Linked DNA regions of Mus musculus: regions 1 and 3 are each linked to region 2. A link is a contact called in public capture Hi-C and promoter capture Hi-C data. All regions are on one chromosome and are shown on one strand. Each heading gives the region's core, a stretch centred on a gene start, on an enhancer-like site or on the middle of the called end of the contact. The rest is flanking DNA. Distances are from core to core; before and after follow the strand shown. Region 1 holds the start of Psmd4 (proteasome (prosome, macropain) 26S subunit, non-ATPase, 4). Region 2 holds the start of Rprd2 (regulation of nuclear pre-mRNA domain containing 2). Region 3 holds the start of Pip5k1a (phosphatidylinositol-4-phosphate 5-kinase, type 1 alpha).

Region 1 (2,700 bases), core at 193-2,692, 780 kb before region 2:
TGGTCTACAAAGTGAGCTCCAGGACAGCCAGGGCTACACAGAGAAACCCTGTCTCGAAAAACCAAAAAAAAAAAAAAAAAAAAAGAAGGCAGCAGCAAACAACATGGGTGCTTGGAACCAAACTCTGTGCTCTTACCCACCCAACCATCTCACCACCCTCAACAAGTAACTATTTTGTTGTTGTTTTTGTTTTATTTTACCACCTTTTGAGACAGGGCTTCTCTGCATGTCCTAGAACTTGCTCTATAGACCAGGCTGGCCTCAACCCCTAAGAGATCCACCTGCCTCTGCTGCCCAAGTGCTGGGATTAAAGGTGTGTGCCACTACTGCCCGGCCCCAACAAGTAACTTGTAAGAGCAATATTTGGGTTGGACTTAAAATTCCCTTTCATACTAAAAAATCACTCATGATTTGCTTGAAATTCAAATTTAACTGGGCATTCTGGTAGTCTTATTTTGAGACAGAACCTTGCTAGGTAGTCCTGATCATGAAAACTCCCTGTCTCATCCTCCAAGTGCAGGAAACCAAGCTTAAGCCATCCTGCATTTAGGTGGCAGTGCTAGCCAATCTCCAAATGAAAACATGGGCCTAGTGACTCAAGTTTTTAATCCTACATACTCATTCCAAGTTCAAGGCCAACCTGTGCATCTTCTCAAATAGCGACTTCAAAGCCAGTCTGAGCTACAGTGTCAAAGCTCCATCTAAAACAATAATGATGACAAATAATAAATGCAATCCAGGTGTGTGATGAGGCTCATTGGTAGAGCACGTTCCCAGCGTTCACAATGCTCTGGATTCAATTCCCAGAAAACACAAAACAAAGTCCTCTTGTAGCCCTGAAAAAAAATATGTTCTCAGCTTTCTATTTATTTTCTTGTCCTCAGTTTCTAATCTAACTCTTAATAGGTACTCATCCCAAGTATAAACCTGATAAAACCTAGTTCATCCTGCTTATCACGGCCTCTTAATTTGCTGTGTGACTACAGCGGATCCCCTAAAGTCCTTCCGACTCATTATGAGACAAGGACTATTTTCCAAGAATGCGGTTGTGAGGTTTACATGCGATAAAGTACAGAGAAAAGAAAAACTTGGAGGCGAGTGGAGGGGGCAGTTGGCCTCTGCTTTATGGGAGACCTGAAATTCAGGGAAGGGAACAGGAGTTCCCGGGCCTGCGTTCCTGGGCCGGGATGACTCAGGGAGTCGTCTGCCAGAGTCCCGCGGGCCCCGAAGCCACATCTCGCCCGGCGACCCAGTCCCCAGCCCAGGCCCTCGGGTTTCGGCGCCACGCGCACCAACAACCCAGACGCGCCCCCCAGCCACGTCCGAAGCTCCTCACCAAACCATAGTGCTCTCCAACACCATCTTGCCTCCTTCCCTCTGCGGACCGGCTCCGGGACTGACAAACAACAGCACCTCCGATTGGCCTGGTGCTCATCACCAATCAAAGAACTCAGTCTTCATGCTGCCCCGCCTCCGCGCCCCGCGGTGTGTTCTGGGACTTGTAGGCGCCACAGAAATGGAAAGGTTGGTTATCCAATAGAGTTGGCTACCTTCGCAGCAGCTTCCGGAACAGCTGTAAGCTCTCTGCACTCGCCTGGCAGCAACACTCCAGTGTGAGGCAGGAGAGCTGTAATTTACCCCCTCTTCTGCTCTCTTTCTTTTGTATATTTGGGTTTTTGATTTGTTTTTGTTGTTACGGTTTGAAAAAGGATGACAGCAATTCGCTGTGGAGCTCAGGCTAATAAACTCTATTGCTTCACCTCCCAGTGCTGTTTACAAGGGGCACACTCATGCTAAGATCTGAACTGCAATTTCCAGGCCAACGTGGGCAACATAGCTACTACGTAGTGACACTGCCTCGAACACATAACAGACACTCATGAGTGCATACACTACTGTGGATATGTCAGTCCAAGCATAATCACTTAAAAAGTGTGTCAGCATCGTTAACCACATTTTAACTTCCTGTTTCCCATTGCACTGTGTTTATGCAACTGCTACAAACACTTGTATCCTCAAATTCGATTTACCTATCTACTGCCTACCAAAAAAAAAAAAAAAAAAAATCTATGCAATTCCTAACTCCAGTATTGAGTCTGACAGGATGAAGGAATCCAGAAAAGTTTTGACCAATTAAAAAAAAAAAAACAAACCAAAAAAAATTTTTAAGCGTTTGTGTGTGTATTCAGGCCCTGCAGAGGCTGGAAGAGAATATCAAATCCGGAACTGGAGTTCCAGGCAGCTGTGAGCTGCCTGTCTTGAGTTCTGGGAACCGAACTCTGGTCCTCTAGGAAGAGCAGTAAGCGCTCTCTCATAAGCACTGAGTCATTTCCCCAGCCCGCAGTAAACACCATGTAATCACCCAAGGAACGAAGGATAGCCAGCAAGTTATTTTGGTTTGTTAATTAACCTTTAACACCAACCCTTGGGAAGCAGAGGCAGGCATCTGTGGGTTTTAGACCAGCCTGATCTATATAATGAGTTCCAGGGCAGCCAGGGTTATACACAATAAGACCTTTTCTGGGGGTCAAAGAAAAGAAGACCTGTTGGCACTTGCCTGCGATCCCACCTATATAATGGAATGATTACAAATTCATGGTCATCTTGGAAATTTAGTGAGAGAATTCTCAAAAATAAAAAGGGAGAAGGGCTTAAAAGATGTCTCATAGTTAAGAGTCCATCCTGTTTTAGTAGAGGAGT
Region 2 (2,700 bases), core at 116-2,615:
AACTTTCAGCAATCCTCCTGCCTCAGCCTCTGAAACGACATGGGCCACCACGCCCAGTTTAACAATTCATATTTTAGAAGACCTCTTTTCTGTATTAAAGCAGTGTTGTGGGGAGAACCACACAGGTTGAAAAAAAAAAGTATACTTGAGATGGGGGTTATATCTAAAACAGATAAATATATTTTAAAATTCACATTTCCCATTTTGATTGCCTATGCAAACAAACTCAATTCTGTAAAGTGTGCTTCAGGAGATTAAAAAGTGGCCGGATATATTTTATACTTCGGTACCAATGATGATTACAGTCTCGCAGTTGTGTCTCGTCAGTATCCCGTGGTCTGTATTTTAGTGTTGCAAACACAGGTAAAAGGAAAACAGGTGGTCGCCTCACAGCTCTGTAGAGTTCCTATTGCTTCACATTCATCCAGGGAAAGCCTCCTTAAAACACACGCCAAGTTTCACCCACAGTCATCAAGAGAAGGCCCCTTTCTAGACATATCCCAAGTTTCACGTCGGCGGAAAACACTGCCTGGTCTAACATATTTCAGGGAAGTGGACAGCTTAAACCATGGCTTGACTAGCCAACAGGAAACCCAGAGATCATTAACACGTCAAGGCCTGTAAGAAATAAACGGACGCGACCATTTCCGTGAAGGTTCAGGATAATCAACAACACACCTTCCAGGGCTCGGAAGGAAACGCGAAAATCTCTACGGGTCTAGGCCCAACGGCCCAAGGTCACGCCAAATGTGAGGCTGAAAAATTCCAAGCAATGAGCCCCCTGCAGAGCAGGGCAACCGTGCCTAGGATGGAGTCTGGGCTAGGGAACACTCGCGCCCGATCTTTAATGTGAACCCCAACTGAATGCAGCAGCTCGGTGGGCAAACCCCAGAGTGTTTTGGGGGCCGCATTTTCTCCATCTCTCCAGCCTCCCCCTTCCTAGTCGCCCCCACACTCACATCTCCGGAGCCACTTCATCCAATGGTAGACGATTGTACTGTGGTGTTTCTTGTTTTCTATACACCAGGACGACAAGCCTTGAATGGATTCCATGGTGTTGGTCACCGACTGGAATTTTCGATCCAACGAAGACTCCAGGGCCCCTGCGGACGAGGCCGACGAGGAGGAGGCCTTACTGCTGCCTCCGCCGCCGCCGGCCGCCATCTTCCCCGGTTTGCACAAGCGCCTCTGGTCCTCTGGCGGCGGCGGCGGCGGCGGCGGCGGGAGCGGGCAAAACAATCAGTGCGAGTGCGTGAAAGCAGCAGGAGGGGAGGGCGGCCAGGGGGTGGGGACGCTGCACGCGCTAGGCTCCTCTGGCGGCAGGAGGGCTAGCTGCTGGGCGCGCTGGCGGCTCCCACACGCTGCGAGGAGGGGCCGCGGCCGCGGAGGACTGTCAGTATGGCTCGGGGGTGGTGTTTAAACCGGGAGTCGGGAGACGACTACGGAGGAGACAGAACCTGCGACGGCGCCGACAACTAAGGCTTTTAGCCTCTACGCTCCTCAACTCTTAAGGCCCTTCCCTCATCCCGTTGGCCAAATTCCGGTGAGCCCAGGGCGGCCTTGGTACCGAAGACGAAACGCTACTCCGCCGTCCCTTCGGCTGCAGAGAGCTTTGCCTTTAGATTTTCTACCACAGGAAAGGCCCAAAGCTACCTAGGCAGAAAATTTTCTTTCTTTTTTTTTTTTTCTTTTCTTTTTTTTTTTTTTCTTTTTTCTTTTTTTTTTTTTTTTTTGCAACGCAATAGCAGCAATAGACCAGCAGAAGAAATGCGCACGCGCACGGAAGCCCCGCCCCTCCGCTTCCTCCTCAATCTTGAGCACGGGGGCCGAGGGGGCGTGATGGCGCTGCGATTCGACCAATCAGGGAAGGGGGTCGGAGAAGCGCGTCGGGACCTGAAGGCGGAGGAGGCGCTGCGTCTCTCTGTGCGCCTGCGCGTTAGGTCTGCGCCTAGCGGGTTGGGAGGAAAACCTGGGGAGGCAGGATTGAGGCGCTCCGGAGCCTAGGACGTTACTAGACCCCAGTTCAGTGCTCGGCCCTGCTTTTGGCTTCATGGCGGGGTTGCTCCCTGGGAGCCTTTAATTCACACTAGGATGGGAAATGCCCACCGTTCTGTGGCTACTGTTTTTGACAGCTGCAGCTGCGTTCCCTGCCACCCCGCCATCGGGGACCTACACGCGACAAAATGGCTGGCACGTCTTGCGGAGTGGGGGAAGACGCGCATGCGTCAGGCCCTGTTAGCTGTTCTCTAGGCACTCCTTGACTAACCTATGCTACACGCCCGACTGCGATGACACCGTTCACAGCCAGCCGACCGACTGCATTCTAGAAAGAGGGAATAAAAGTTAAACGAAAATTTCTCTGAAAAGTCTTCGAAGCGAGGAAAGAGTAATTGACAAGGTGTGGCTTCTTTGCTAGGTAGTAACATCACAATTTCGTAATGCGTTATAGGTTTGTTTTTGTTTTTTCGAGACAAGGTTTTTCTGTGTAGCCCTGGCCGTCCTGGAACTCACTCTGTAGACCAGGCTGGCCTCGAACTCAGAAATCCACCTGCCTCTGCCTCCCAAGTGCTGGGATTAAAGACGTGCACCACCACTGCCCTGTGCGTTACAGTTTACAAGAGTCTTGAGTATTGTGTTTATTAGCACAGCCTCAAATTAACCATTATGGGCTGGAGAGATGGCTCAGCACGTAGGAGCACT
Region 3 (2,700 bases), core at 77-2,576, 710 kb before region 2:
TAAGGCCAGTCAGGAAGGCATAAGAAGTGCCTGTATCAAAATACAAAACAACACAACTCCTCATTCCTTTCCACAGTTGTACAACCTAAAGATAGGAATCCCCTAAAGAGTTAATGTGAGAAAGTAAGCATGTGGCTGGCTGCTGCTGACAAGAGATGAGAGGAGGAATGACGCACTGGGAGGGGGGCGGGCGGGGGGTGGGGGAGGGAGTCTGAGCGGAAAGCCACTCCAGGAACTTACTCCCAATAAAATCCACAATTCCCATGACTCTCCATTACTTTTAAGTTCCATAATCCCCTCAACATTTTGATCTATTAATTTCACAATCACTTTGGTATCTACCTTACACCTTTATCTACCAATACTCCGTTTACGTTATTTTGTCTTATTAAGCCCAGATCCTGATGCATGCTAGACGAGATCTCCACTACTAAGCTGTATCCTCAGTCTCCACTGATTCGTTTCTCCACTCCTGTTGTCGTTTCTCTCTTAACCCCCAACCTTCAGTCTCCATCCTTCCTCCTCAAAGTTCTCAACGCAGTCGCCTCTGAGACACTGTGTGAGTTTTCGTCAGCTTCCCTTTTTCTCAGCGACATCCATCCTTTCCCCCAGACTCCTCTAGTAATAGAATTGTCTACTTCAAAGTCCGGTCCTGTCCTCCCTTAGGGGCAACCCCTCGGACATCCTCAACCACAGGTCCCCTCCCAGGACTCGGTCTTGTTCCCATCTCACAGTCCTCCTCAGTCGGCTGCCCGCGTCCCACCCGACTCACCTGCGGTACCAGCAGGGGCCCCGGCATCAAGGGATGAAAACCCGGCCGCCGCTGGCCCTGAGGAGGCGGACGCCATCTTGGCAGCCCCCTCCCCCTCAGCGGCTTCGCTCCCTTTCAATCCGGCTTTTCCTTTTCTCGGAATCGAATCTTCCCCACGTCTCTTCACAGAACCCGCGTTCGGCGGGCTTCTCACAGGCGTTGTTCAGGCTCCAGGACAAGCTCAGGACCGCACCACTTGCCCGGCATGGGGGAGAGCTGCAGTCTCGCACCTTCCTAGCAACTTGAACTGCTCTCCGCCAAAGCTACCTTCTCTTACCAGACAGGAACACTTGAGCCGGGCCCCGGGAGTCCCGCGTCTCGGATAGAACAAACCTAAAGGAAAACCTAGGCACCTGAGGTGCCCCCAAAAGCGAATGCCCCCCCTCCCTCACCTCCCCAGCCACTGCCTGTTTATCCCCAACTCCACCGCTCGGCTCAGGGTGGGCGGCCAAGGAAACCCCGGTATTGCGCATGCGCCACAGCTTCTCGGCGTTCGTCTATCTAGCCGGAGAAAAGAGAAGCCAATCAGAGGGGACTTCGGATCACGTGACAGATGATGCCACACCCCAAGGAATCCACCGACCGTAGACCGTGAGTCTACGGTGGCTCAGTAGGCCAATATAGGTTCGTATCTTTGATCGGGTTGCTAAGAACTCTTGTTAAGAATCAGCTGGACCGAGATGGACTGAGCTCCTCAAATGACAGTCCTGGAAAGAATTCGGAACGCAGCTCTGTGTCAAGTCCGAAATGTTAAGCTCTTGTGCACTACAAAACATCACAACCATCAAGAATTCTTCCAGCCTTTACTGTTTAAGGTGTCGGCTTGTGGGATCTTCCTTCTAAAGACATAAAAATAGATGTTTTGTTTACTTCAAACAGTGCTAGACACAGCGACAGAGTTCATTAAATGTAAATATTTGATAAATAAGGCAATGAGGATTTGTCAACAATATAAGAAGAAAAGTAAGAAAAATACATAAAAACAAAGTTTAAAAGACCTGATAAAAAAAAGACTACAGACTATCAAATAACCTCCCCCTATCCAAAGTCCTCCTTAGCATTCAGTTGCTAATTATCTATACTCCAAAGGGCATAGAAATACAGAGGGATTCTACTCTAGCCTAGTTGTCATATGAACTCTGCCCAGTTTTTTTTTTTTTTTTTTAAAGATTTATTTATTGATTATATGTAAGTACACTGTAGCTGTCTTCAGACACTCCAGAAGAGGGCATCAGATTTCATTAGGGATGGTTGTGAGCCACCATGTGGTTGCTGGGATTTGAACTCTGGATCTTCGGAAGAGCAGTCGGGTGCTCTTACCCACTGAGCCATCTCACCAGCCCTCTGCCCAGTTTTTACAAAGAACCCTAGCAGCTGTGAATATTATGGGAAGCCTAGGGAAGGCCTTTTTGAACAAGCGCTTCTGAAAAGCAAAGACTGTGTGCTAAAGTTCTATGTCCACCTCCTGTCACATTTTTGTACAAGGTAATCACTCAATAATTATTTGTGAAATGAATAAATAAAAGGCATGGGAAAAAACCTCCAGCTTATTGGTTCTAAAGTGGCCTGGACACCTATCCAGATGTTCCTCCAAAGGGAACCCAGGGCCAGAGTATCCATCAAATATCTCCCATTCCTTAACCTCAGATTTCTTCCTCTGCCTTCAAGACCTAAAATATTTGTTTCCTTACTGCCATCTGCTGGATTCTTTGTGCTCCCTTGGGTACTAAAGATTGACAAACTTCATTTGATAGAATTAGCATCACTAATTCAACAGCATTTTGACTCGGTAGCACTGAAGTATTGTATGTTGTACTGTACCTGAAACCTTCGCCCTGCTGTTACTGGTGTCAGACAGTGCTATTCACTCACAGGTGAAGTTGTGTCTC

Evidence for each region. Promoter capture Hi-C pulls out the DNA fragments that hold promoters and counts their contacts. Capture Hi-C pulls out chosen DNA fragments and counts their contacts.
Region 1: a promoter capture Hi-C map of erythroid cells shows a contact between it and region 2, with 5 times the contacts expected there. The contact joins the promoter of Psmd4 here to the promoter of Rprd2 in region 2.
Region 3: a contact with region 2 is called in a capture Hi-C map of macrophages, with 3 times the contacts expected there. The contact joins the promoter of Pip5k1a here to the promoter of Rprd2 in region 2. A contact is called at or near these places in 2 of 115 datasets of contacts at active chromatin or transcription factors (astrocytes and pro-B cells) and 1 of 9 other capture datasets (macrophages).

The regions. Positions count from the first base shown.
Region 1 is chr3:95,041,172-95,043,871 of GRCm38.p6, forward strand. It overlaps Psmd4 (proteasome (prosome, macropain) 26S subunit, non-ATPase, 4), which reads right to left and starts at 1,443. Exons shown (of 10, transcript NM_008951.2): 1 at 1,337-1,443. The coding sequence starts at 1,362.
Region 2 is chr3:95,817,588-95,820,287 of GRCm38.p6, forward strand. Rprd2 (regulation of nuclear pre-mRNA domain containing 2) reads right to left here and starts at 1,366. Exons shown (of 11, transcript NM_001368178.1): 1 at 960-1,366. The coding sequence starts at 1,164. It overlaps Gm29948 (a long non-coding RNA gene), which reads left to right and starts at 1,293. Exons shown (of 2, transcript XR_375854.4): 1 at 1,293-1,543; 2 at 2,133-2,700.
Region 3 is chr3:95,105,604-95,108,303 of GRCm38.p6, forward strand. Pip5k1a (phosphatidylinositol-4-phosphate 5-kinase, type 1 alpha) reads right to left here and starts at 1,327. Exons shown (of 15, transcript NM_008847.3): 1 at 773-1,327. The coding sequence starts at 848.